2 separate regions of the Mus musculus genome follow, and region 2 is linked to region 1. The links are chromatin contacts, called in public HiChIP or PLAC-seq maps. All regions are on one chromosome and are shown on one strand. Each heading gives the region's core, a stretch centred on a gene start, on an enhancer-like site or on the middle of the called end of the contact. The rest is flanking DNA. Distances are from core to core; before and after follow the strand shown. Region 1 overlaps Ahi1 (Abelson helper integration site 1). Region 2 overlaps Gm33728 (a long non-coding RNA gene).

The links. HiChIP or PLAC-seq counts read pairs in DNA pulled down with a chosen protein or histone mark.
Region 2: a contact with region 1 is called in a CTCF HiChIP or PLAC-seq map of CD8 T cells, with 7 read pairs. The contact joins two enhancer-like sites. A contact is called at or near these places in 4 of 15 datasets of contacts at CTCF or cohesin (CD8 T cells, large pre-B cells, pro-B cells and 1 more), 2 of 484 Hi-C or Micro-C datasets (both in the G1E-ER4 cell line) and 5 of 115 datasets of contacts at active chromatin or transcription factors (CD8 T cells, T-cell acute lymphoblastic leukemia, acute myeloid leukemia and 2 more).

The regions. Positions count from the first base shown.
Region 1 is chr10:20,989,133-20,995,305 of GRCm38.p6, forward strand. The region is part of intron 15 of Ahi1 (Abelson helper integration site 1); the gene reads left to right. Among named protein-coding and RNA genes, the nearest start is that of Ahi1, 40 kb to the left of the region's middle. Within about 2 kb of position 2,314, at least 40 of the 459 cell types and tissues checked have an H3K27ac peak or open chromatin away from gene starts, as enhancers often do. A contact at or near this core is called in CD8 T cells and double positive thymocytes, where this site is marked.
Region 2 is chr10:21,241,422-21,247,594 of GRCm38.p6, forward strand. Gm33728 (a long non-coding RNA gene) reads right to left here. Exons shown (of 4, transcript XR_380155.3): 2 at 4,529-4,654. Among named protein-coding and RNA genes, the nearest start is that of Gm33728, 7.7 kb to the right of the region's middle. Within about 2 kb of position 3,795, at least 21 of the 459 cell types and tissues checked have an H3K27ac peak or open chromatin away from gene starts, as enhancers often do. A contact at or near this core is called in CD8 T cells and double positive thymocytes, where this site is marked.

The DNA.
Region 1 (6,173 bases), core at 1,064-3,563:
CCTTAGGCTATATAAAAACCTGTCTTAAAAAGAAAACATGTGGGGCTGGTGAGATGGCTCAGTGGGTAAGAGCACCTGACTGCTCTTCCGAAGGTCAGGAGTTCAAATCCCAGCAACCACATGGTGGCTCACAACCATCTGTAACAAGATCTGACTCCCTCTTCTGGAGTGTCTGAGGACAGCTACAGTGTACTTACATATAATAAATAAATAAATCTTAAAAAAAAAAAAAGAAAAAGAAAACACATGACTGTACTGTGTTGGAATCAAAATAAATAAATGAAATCCATATAGAATTAGGACTGTATCAACTTAATTTAAGTGGTTCACAAAATATGAACTTTAAAAATGTTTTAGTTGCATAGTGAGTTGTTTTGTTATTTGGGTCTTATTTGTATGTTAGGAGATTTGTTTGGTTTGGAGGTTTTTATTTATGTGTTTTGACTTTTTTGTTTTGTTTTGAGACAGGATCTCTGTAGCTCAGGCTAGCTTTGAATGTATTTTGTAAGTTTAGGGAGCCTTGAACTTAAGGCAGCCCTCTTGTTTCTGGCTCCTGAGTTTTAGGATTACAAGACAGCAAGCTGGTTTAACCTAATTTCATATTCTGTGATTTTATTTTTTTTAAGCAAATAGCTTTGGTAAATTTTAGTTAGGAAAATTTAATATAAGAGATAGATAGATTTTTAACTGTGATGAAAATGGAGTCTGATGTTCTCAACTGTAAAGATTCCGTATGCCTACCGTAAGGATGATAAAACTTTGGATCTACTTTTTTAGGAATTAAGATGCATTCTGAGAATAATTGGGGTTTATCTTGTTTCTTAAATACTTATTTTCTATTCTGAAATTAGTATTTTTCTTTTCTAGTTGTTAATCTTTCTCAAAAATCAATATTTTATAACCTTCATATATAGTTGTATAAAAATATAAGATCTTTATTAGTTTCTTTGCTTTAGTTGATTATGACATAACATGATTCAGTATTTTTGTAAGCTAGCATAGCATACATGCATGCTATTTATACACATGTCGGCATACATTTGTATATGTTATAGTAATATAGCTATGAACAAATGCTTCAATGGAATAACAAAGCTAAATTTATTAAATCACTACATGTTGGCTTATCTAATGCTCTGATAGATGTGATTAGACAATTGAGCTATCATAAACCTGAAGGTTTTGTTCATGGTACAGAGTGCATTATGCATTTTTCCAGTGAATTGTCTTAAAGAATGCAGAAAAAGAAGGTTTATCTTACTGATCCTTATAGAGAAGAAATGGTTTCTGCAACTTATACCCAAGTTTATAAGATGCTGTTGCTAGTGATAGAGTTTCCAGGCAATGCCTGCCATTTCCATTCATTAGCAGCTGTTGGCAGGGCTGCTACTGCATCTGTTACTGAGTTCTTCAGTCAGCGCCCAGTCTTGTCTCATTGTAATGAGTACCCTGAAACAACTGTTTGCCCCATCCTACTTTTCCCATAGACAAGGAGAATCATGGCCATTACTGTACAATTGGAACTATTCTCCAGGAAAAGAAAGCACAGTTATTGCCTCAGACTCTTAGGAGATTTCACAACCATCTTCATTCAGTTTATAATTTGCTTTCTTTTAGACTTTTGAAATTTTCACTGCAAAGATTAGCTAAGTTCCGCTCTGTCTTGTCCTTCAGTAGCTTCCTGTTGCTAGAAGGGCTTTCTGACTCAGAAGAGCAAGTGGCTTTAGCTGGACAGTGGCATGGAGCTCAGGTTCCTGTTGTGGTCACTTTAGGGACCTTGGCTAATGCCCCCTGCCCTTCTGACCCTCCATCCTTTCATCAAGAGCTCCAAGGAATGAGCCGGTGGCTGTGAGGGAGCCTTGTGAAGTGAAAGGCGCTCTACTAGAAGACCCAGAATTAACACTTGTGTTTATAAAGCTCATCTACCAGTAGCCAGTCAGGGTACAGGAATCCACACTTTACCGTGCTCACAAGCACTTGTCTGTGGAGTTGAGAAGATGATGTTTCTCCCTTTACACCGTTACTCAGCCTTTTCCATTTATCCACTAACCCGGATGCCATACCTGGCCAACTGTATTGCATTTAATACACACAGCTAACGCACGTTAGAGCCACATTGTCTTAGATGCAGGAGCATGGATTTGGGTGAGCATCTCAGAAATGATGATATGAGAATAACAGAATATGGAATTACTTATTTTATGTAACACATTTAAAACAATTTTTGATAAATGCATATACCTTGCCAAAAAAAAATGTTTAAAGCTCAAAATGTTTCACCATATTTCCCAGGCTCTTTGTCGCCTATTTTTAAAAAGGGGAAGCTTAGGAAGAAGTAAGATAACTTCAAGACATCTAAAATCTGGCACAACTCTTTTTAGTGGTATAGGTACAAAACAAATGAGAGTTATTTTAGTCTCTGAGTGTTTTACTCATTGAATATAGGCTACAATCAGTAGTTCAAATAATCATTAGTTTTTTACTAAAATTTTTAATGTTTAATTAACCTATTACAGTTTTGCCCTATATTTTTTTAACACATGGATATTTTGCTCAAACTGTGTTTTCTCAGAATGAAGTTCACATGTGGTTTTACTGAGTTTTAATGATAAAAAGTTCAAAAGAAACAGAACAGCTAAGTTACTTTTAAAATAGCTTCTGAAATATTCAAGGAAAAAGAAGCAAGTTCTTTTTTTTTTTTTTTTTGTAAGTTAAATCAGCTCCAAGCGAGACCACAGTGGTAGCTAAATGTATCAGCCGTCTTTCCGTCCCAGCAGAATCTGTGAGAGTCAGCAAGGGTCTCTCCTGCTGAGCGCATGTTCAGCTTGTGGTCTTTGAGTCCCTCGTTCTACTGAAGTTTTGCTTTTTTTTTGTAAGAAGTGTAATTTTTACTTTCAGAAGGCAGTTTTATTTGTCTGATTTTGAAAGGGTTAATCATCTAGTAATACAAAGTTTAGTCACCGCGTACCACAAATAATGTGCATCGAGGGTTCCCACAACAAAGTACATCTCAGAGAAACGGTTTCTGCTGAATTAACTCCATGAAGCCAGGCGTTAGCAATAAATATTCTGTTATTAAACAGTGTTTGTCTACTTATGTCTCTAGGATGTTTTTGCACATTTAAGAATTATTAGTACCTAACAGCACTATGTATTAACACTATGAATATATCTGTTTAAAATTTTTCACTATGGTTTTATGACATAAGTGTTTTTACAGTTTTACAGGATCTAGGAGTTGAATCACTGAGAACTGGTTTATGTTTTGTTTGTTTGTGTTTTGTTTTGTTTTGTTTATTTGAGGCAGGGCTTCTCTTTGTAGCCCTGGCTATCTTGGAACTCACTCCATAGGTCAGTCTACCCTGGAACTCAAAGATCCACCTGCCTCTGTCTAAGATCAAAGGCATACACCACTATCGCTCAGCCAAAATTTATACTCTTATTTGCCTTCTAAATTTATTAGCAAACGACCTGCTATATTAGGTTTCAAATGGTAAAACTTTTCTCTATAGTATCAGTTTCTCTGGAATATGTAATTTTTGTGGAATTTTTATACCTTGTAGGAAGCAAAGATGTAGGCTTGTTTATTTGTTTATTATCAGCACCTAGCCTGAATGCTGACATACATGACTGTGTATGTTAAGTAGAGTCAAGTCTGTTTGGCAACCTCTTAAAATTGCTAACCCCAGGTAATGAGCCTGAGTTCTCACTAGGTGGCAGTGTCCCTTTCTGTGGCAGTGCAGACCTTTCCCAGCACCTGTTATGCACCAGGCTCACTTGAGCTGTAAACCCAAGGGTTGGACTCAGTTTACCTGCTCATTGCTGGTCCTTTCTCCTGTTTACAGAGGTGATTACACACCCGACAACCTTTAGTCAAACTAAAAGCCATTTCTACAATGACTTCTACAAGGACTTTAGAACTGGAATTCAGTGATCTGGAAACGATCTAGTCAGAAATAGACCGGTGATCTGCTTTGTCATGCTGGTAGCTTTATTTTTCACAGTGTGGCATGCTCTCCCATAGTTCAGGGACATAGACACATTTAAGTTCATAAAATTCTGTTACAGGCAAGCATGGAGGCACATGCATGGAATCCCAGTATTTGGAAGGTAGAGACAGGAGGGTCATGACTTCTAGGTCATCCTTGGGTACACAGAGCTTCCAAGGCTAGAGACCCCATCTCTCAAGTTGCTAATTGCCTATAGTGTTTATAAGGCACTGTGTTTAGCATAGACTTTGGCAGTGTGTGTTTGCATTAAGAATTAAACTTCTTACAGAATAGAGTTATTTCTTTTTTCTTTTTTAAAAGATTTATTATTATCCATAAGTACACTATAGCTGTCTTCAGACACCCCAGAAGAGGGCGTTAGATCTCATTACAAGTGGTTGTGAGCCACCATGTGGTTGCTCGAATTTGAACTCAGGCCCTTCAGAAGAGCAGTCAGTACTCTTACCTGCTGAGTCATCTCACCAGCCCAAGAGTTATTTCTTGAATTTTATGAAAATATAAGATGGCACCACTAGTGAATTTGGGATTATTGAGAACAGTGGCAGTCATAGCTAAGATCAAGTACTTTCTTATAGAATACTTCCCAAATACTTGAGAAAAAATCTCATTATTGTCACTATTAATGGATGATGAAACCAAGGCACCACAGAATGAAGTAACTCTCCTAAGGTCACAGAGTTGTGGGTAAAACTACCATTTGACTTCAGGCTGCCTGACTAATGTCTTCACAGGATAATACCTAGGTGATATAAATTTAATACCCACAGCGTATGTATCATTTAATGTCTTCCATATGTGATTAAAAGTCCAATTCAGATATTATAATTTTCATCCTTTCAGAAAATTACACCATTGTCGGGCGCCAGTCGTGGGGAAATAAAGGGGATGGGAGAAATGACCCACGTCCCACCAGAGCTCCGGGGCTCTAGGCGGACAGATGCGGGGAACCGGGGGAACTGCCGTGCACTCTCCATGCTGCCCGGGTGGGCGTTTGGCTGTGGGAAGCCACGGAACCCCAGTCTGCGGGGATGGAGAGGGAGCAGTCCGGGGTCCCTGGGCCTCAAGGAAGCCAGGGTCGACAGGTTCTAGCTCCGGGGCATCGCAGGACATCGCTGGATACTACAGAAGAGCTGAGAATGGGTGGGGGCACTGCGGGCAGCTCATTCTGCCCTGAGGCCAAAGGGAGAAGGGGCAGGGGTAGAAGGCACTGGGTAGTTCCCACGCATGTGACGGTCTTTGGTCCAGCCTGGCAGCTGGAAACGCTAAAAGGCCTTCTTGAGGGAGATTAGAGGAGGCTCTTAGGGGAAGGCCTTATTCCATCGCTCCAGCACTGCGAGTCTAGATGAAAGGAGGCAGTCTATGGCTTCAGGTAGAGAAGTAGAGGCAGGCCATGGCCACGTGGAGAGAGGGGAGAAGGGAGGGGGAGAGAAGGAACAAGAGGGCTAGAGAGAAAGCAAGAGAAGCAAGAGAGAGGAAGGGCCAAGCAGCCCCCTTTATAGTGTGCTGTACTACCTTGCTGTGGCTAGGTAACTGGGGGAGGAGCTTACCTGACTGTAGCCAGAATACCTGGAGCTTGGGACATTGCCTGTGTGACAATAGTCACAGGATTATGGAGTTGAGGACTCATGTTGTCAGGTGCCTGTGTCTGGGAATGTGGCTCACTATTCCGTCCCTTGTAGAATTACTACTGGGTCTCCGGAGTAAGCTTCGCTCAACCAGAACACAGACTGCCTTTCACAGTCCAACACACCATAACAGGTAGTACTGATTGTAGGATGGAGTTTTAAATATTGATTTTTACCCTATTATAAGAAATTATAAATTAAAGCTACCATGATGATGAAGGCCTGACAAAACTGCTTTCCTGTATTCTGAAATATTTACTGTTTCTCACATAATGGATTCTTGACTTTCAAAGCCCAGACCATTAAGTGACTAAGGAAATATGAAAATTTTCATGTACATGATGGCCTTGAGTGTAAACAGCAGGGCCTTTGTATGCTTACAGGTGTGCCTTCTAAAGGAATGATACAGCCCAAAGCAGACAACAGCATGGCAGGAGCATCTGCAGAGGGACTGAGCCTCTTGACAAACACTGTCAATCTGCCCAACCCTCAACACATAGTTTCCAATTTTATATGCGTCTGCTTTTTAAGCTGTGAA
Region 2 (6,173 bases), core at 2,545-5,044, 250 kb after region 1:
GAGAGACTTTTTTTTAGCAAGAATATTTGCTGTTACAAGACAAATCATGACTATAAACAGCCCGAGGAAAAAATCTGAACATGTGATTACACTTGTAGAATTTACCCCAAGACTCTTAACTATATTTTTATAGGAGTCCTTATAGCAATATTGTTGACAATAGTGAAAAAGTCACAAACAGCCATGTGTTTAGTGAAGTAAACTCATGTATACCTATAGAAAAGCATTCTGCGCAGCCTTTGAGGCTCACAGGCCTAAGAATGTCTGCTTTTATCCCAGTTCTTGGGAGGCAGAGGCAGACATTTCTAGACAAGTCTGGGTGCATCTTCATCTGCAATGTACACTCTGCATAGTGAGGCCCTGGCCAGCTAGGGATGCACACCAAGACTCCACTTCTGGGCACTTTTATTTAGTTCTTTTTACACTTTGTATTCTCTCCATTTTTTTAGCAAAAACTTCCCCAAGTGAGAGAAATGTTGAAATTTTGATAATACATGTCAGAAGGTTTTGCCAGTAAGTGTCTTCAGAGGGAACCGCCCTGATAACATTTTGTGGTTTTGATATAGGCACATCTGCTTTCCAGGGTGAATATAATCCTGATGCCCTGTCAGGGGCGTCCTTAATCAGAAACACCAAATTGCTTTGTTCGCCTGCAACACTGCAGAAATGAGTTTCACAACCACCTTCCAAACAGAACTGTGAAAGCGGTACTCGCTGGAGTGTGCTGAAGCTATTGGAGAGCATGGAGTTACTTAATTTACTCCAGTTATGCCAGAGAACAACAGTGGATGGGCTGGCTTAGAGATCTGAAGACTGAGGTTCCGGCTCCGTTTGTTCCCTCAGCTACAGGTGTGCTTTGGAGCTAATGAGAATCATAATCATAATTACCAGTGTTGTTATTAACCATGTGATGACCATGCACTGCTTTCTCTGGTGCTTTATTATCTATAGCCCCCATAACTTCTTTTCTCAGGCTATTAAACACCCCATTTCATTGATGAAGAAACTGAGGCTCAGGGAGCCTGCTAACTTCTCCAAGCTGTTAACTCCTAAGCTGTACAGCGAGGCGTAATGATCTTTCTGGTTTATTTAGTTCACTGAGGTTCGGACCATCCCCAGCAAACACAAGTTAAAGGCTTCAGTTTATTTTGGAGGCAGTGGCTTACTGGTTTGGCTTACAGTCCATGGCTGCCATGAACCTGTGCATCAAACCTTTATTCTGCTGCCTGCAGTGTGCTATGTTTATTATTGCAATTTAGAAATGTAAAAATCCAAAAGTCTGGGCCCAGACCCTACCTCCGCATGTACTAACTGTTGGGACATTGGCTTTAATTTTTCTGGGTTCCTGACTCTTTATCTGTACAATGGAACCAGAACAATGCTTAAGTCAAAACATATTAGGGGGCTTTAGGAGAACTGTCCGTAACGTGTTTAAAGCAGCATTCGGCACGTTAAAAGCATTTACTTATTATGTGTATGTATTTGTGCCTGCCTGCGTTGTGGGCACCACAGGTGTCCTCAGAGGCCAGGGGATATCAGAGCCCTTGGAACTAGAGTGGTAGGAGGTTGAGCTGAGCGGCCTGCTGGGAACTGGTGTTGGGAACTGGGCACGAGTCCTCTGTGAGAGCAGTGAGCCTTCTCTCCTGGATCTCTAGTAACTCTCTAGTGCCACGTGTGCTCATCAAAGAACAGACAGTCAGACAGACATGGCTAATTACTTAACATGGGTAAGTGGAAACGGACAGAGCTACCGCTCTGTTTCTGCACGTTCCGTTCACATGTGGTTCCTTGCAGCCTACACCTCTAAGAAGTGGTCCTGTGTACATATTAAAATATTAGGACTTTCTATCACCTGGTGTTCTGTTGAATCTACATTCGCCTGAAAACGGATCAGTGATATCACCTTGTTCAGGACTCACAGCTGAGTTCATGATGGGGATGGGGTTGCGGGGGGGAGTTGAAAGCATTCCATCTAGAAATGCTATTTTTTATTATTCCACCTCTTGTTGTCTCACTAAGTGTTTTGTAATAGAGATTAAAGAATAAGGGTCAAATAATTAGGGTCAAATCTAAAAATGACTCTCAAAATATAATGATTGTCTAAGTGTCTTAACCCTTTGTTTCAAGTACATTATTTGCAGAGCAAATACAGAGCCTTAGACTAGCATGTACAAGGTCCTGAGTTTGCACATTAGTGCAAAACAAAACAAAACAAAACAAAACAAAATGCTGTCATACAAGACAATAATAGATGTTTTCTGGAATTGTTATCTTGTCACTTTCAAGTCCTCTAACATTAATACTCTCTATTAACACTTTAAACTCTTTGTAATCGTCCATGTCTCTTCTCTCTCTGTGTGTCTCTCTCTTTGTGTCTGTCTCTGTCTTTCACACACACACACACACACACACACACACACACACACACACAGAGAGAGAGAGAGAGAGAGAGAGAGAGAGAGAGAGAGAGAGAGAGAGAGAGAGAGCTGCCTAGGTTATCAGGTATAAAATGTACATTAGGGGTTTATAAAGTCAGAAAACACAGTCCTGTTTTAGGAGGAAACACTAAGTACGTGCACTAACATGCAACTCGAATGAGTAAGCACATGCTAATTAATTAAATAATGAAATATCTGCTGCTAGGTTGCGAAATGCTGACTAATTAAATAATGAAGTTCTTGGCAAAATAAGGATTTCTGTCTGCTAAGTCGGATGGGAGTTTTAAGGTGAATATGCATGGGCACATGTTTCCCCCAGTTTGGTTGATTATTATATTTCTTCATTGTAATTCAGAAAGGATACTGAGCTCCCTGCCAGGTATGCTGCTGGGTGGACTTACAAAGACATTAAGGGCCATACTCTGGGGCTGCGGGATACGGAAGGTAGCTTTTGCTACTCTTAGACTGTGTGAGCGTCTTCCCCTAATGAGAGACTTTTTAGATTTTAAAATGTAGAGCCAATTATTTAGTCAAGAGTTCAGGTGCATCGGCAACCACACAGCCAATGAATTAACTCATTAAAGATCTAATAGAGTGAGAAGAGCTGAAGTGGTTAGTGTTTCAGGAGGTTGGCTGCCCCAGGCCAGGCCATTTTCCCTGAAAATACAACCATAATCACACACATGTCAAAACTCATTTAGTATGAAATTGATAGTGGTTTTGAAATTGGTTAGTACTTGTTTAAGAAAAGGCATTGAAAATCTCTCCAAGATGCATGACGCCCCCCCCCCATCCCCCCCCCCCCCCCGCGCTTTCCTCTAAGTGTTCGCTCTCTGAGGTGCTTTGAAATCGCGTTGCTACACTACATCTTGAAATTGTGTGCCTTATAGCTAATATGAACTTTTTTTAAAAAAAAGTTTTTGTTCTTCCAAAATTGACCTAGAATGGAAACTTAAGAAGACATCCCACATTACAAAAGCGTAACCCGGTCTCATGTTAGACTTGAAAGGCTCAGGATATTTAATCTTATTTACATTAAACAATGGAATAAAAAAAAATCCAACAAAGCCTCAAGCATTTTAAAAGATTGTTTTTGGAAATAAGAAAAGCTTAATTTAAGCAGTAAAGATAATTATCACGCTTAAAGAAGAATAAGTGGCAGTGAGAATCACCAAGGGCCATTTTACTATGAGTCACAGTGCTATGTGGTCAGAGATATACTTTTTACAAAAGAATATCCTTTGGTGGTTTTCTTCTGCCTCCAGATTTTTCGCAAATTGTCATGACTTTCTGGGGCTGGGGCTTTCATCTCTAGAAGATTCAGTACACTAGAGATATAACCCTGTGGTCTCCATGTTTCACAGGGTTGATCATATGTATGTATGTGAATCCCTTGTCATGTGACCTCCTCAGCACCTTTCCCACTCCACTCTGTCTCGTGTGCAGACACATAAGATATTCAGTTCATAAACAGGATGGCCTAGTGTGAAAAGTGAGAAGAGAAGGCAGACTACTTCTGCGAGGGAAGGCTACTTGTATCTGAGCATGCTCCCTTTGACTATAGAAAAAAGCCAATACCAGTTTGCTCACAAAGACAGTAAACGATTGCCCTTTGAGGATGGTCTGAAGACTCTTGTTCATTGCATTTGAGAAAGCAATGAGTTAAAGTAGCATTGTGAGTAGGAACTTTTGAGTAGTCAGAACATAGGCTGAAATACTTGGCAGTGCACATAAGGTGTATTCACGGTTTCTCTCATTCGCACCTCGCAGAGTCCTTTGTTAAGGAGGCAGGTGTGATTGGGTGGCAAAGAAAGGGCAGAGTGAAGAGATGATGCTGTTTTCCTTCAATATCTCAGGAACAAAGCAGCAGCCTGTGGGAGTGTCTGTCAACTGGATAGCATATCATTAGCTGTGGTCCTTGTGGTGAGCAACAAACCAGTCCAAAGATTAGACTTACACCAGTCTATGGTCGGAATAATTAATGTAACAAGCAGCCTTTATGTCCTTGTGGACAGAATGGCGGGGACTGGATGGGATCAAAGCTCATAAATGAACAGTGTGTAAATAATAAACACTTAATGAGGACTGACCTCTTGCCAGGCACTTCACTCGTCCTCTTCTCGGATGGTTTTCTATGGTTTTTAAGTGAGGAAATAGAAGCTCATAGTTACTGGCTGGCTTTTTTTCGGGTCCCACAGCAACAGAGAACTCAGAACCTAGGATGAAAAAAAATCTCATCTCATCAAAGAGCTTGGAACGAGGTAAGGCTCAGAGCTAATGCAGTCATCCAGACATTTGAACAATATGTGCAGTCTGGTGGAGTTCTTCTGGAAGTGGAAAGGCCGAGCTGACCTTTCAGAGGAAAGTAGCACAAGGGTGAACATGATGTCATCGTAGCATTATATAGGCCATGGAAGAGTCTCACAGCCACTAAGATTAACTGTCTGCTGTAGCTTAGGGCATGAAGCTACCTACGTCAGAAAACTTGGAGAGACTTTAACATGAGGGTTAGAGGTACCCACCGAGAACTGGACTGGCTGATAAAGGTCTCATGGAGACACCAAATCTTACACTCACTTCTAATGGAATATTAGAACACAGGTATGCATAGAGGAAGAACGATCAACCAAGTAACCCACTGTGAATTGATGGCGTGGTTTAGCAGTCAACAGCATCAATGTGATCTTTACAGACCAGACAAAAATGTTTTTAGTATTTTAAGAAAAGCTGCTAGCAATTAAACGTTGGGGGAAATGGGTCAGTGAGATGGCTCAGTGGTAAAGGCATCCGCCATCCAGCCTTAACACTGGGGATTCACACTGGGGATTCAATCCCTGGGACCCACAGAGTGGAAGGAGAGATTTCTGTGAATGCTCAGGAAGTAGTGGTTCAGTAATAATGATGCAAATAAGACTCTATAAAGTCAACCACATGCCATTGACAAGGCCAAGGGAAGAAGAGAAGCGACAGCTAGGGCTGGAATACAGAGGTTGTTAAAGTAACAGAGCTTTAAAAATATAGGTTTAAAAATACAGGAAACAAAACGGGTCGGGGGAGAGTCCTAACCTACTGGACATAGATAAAGGAGGAGAGGACAAAGACAAAGGAGGTGGCAAGACCTTAATGATGAAGCTATGGGGAGATATTGTTTCCTTGTCTACAAAAGAAGTCCACAGGTTTAGTCAGGGGCCCTAACATAAGGTCACTGAGCACAGGGAAAGGAACTGTCCTGCCTAATGCCACCTTCCATTTCTCATAGATTGTGTTTGCTTACATCTTAAGATTTCTAAAACTGGGGTGCAGTTTATAGCCCTCAAGCCATTGGCAGCGACGTAGCAATCACGCTGCTCTTGTCACTGCTAGCACAAACATTAACTGGGGGCAGCTGTGTATATTGCAGCTTAGTCAAAAAAATTACATGAAGTTTTGATGGTAATGTGTGAAATATAAAACGACATTTTAAAATGTATGCTATTATTTAGCATTAAAAATAAATGAGAGTGTGTATAAAGAAAAATAATATAAACAATAGCAGAATAAAAAACATCCAATATTGATTATATTTCTTTTCTACGGCTTGTGTAAAAGATTTATACAAACTTGGTGGTTTAAGACAGCGCATGCTTATTACAATGTATTTTTATAAATCAGAAATCTGAGAGGCTTCACCAGGCTAAAACTTAGGATGTTGGTATGGCTGCATACAATTTCCCAAAGCCCTGAGGTAGAATCTGT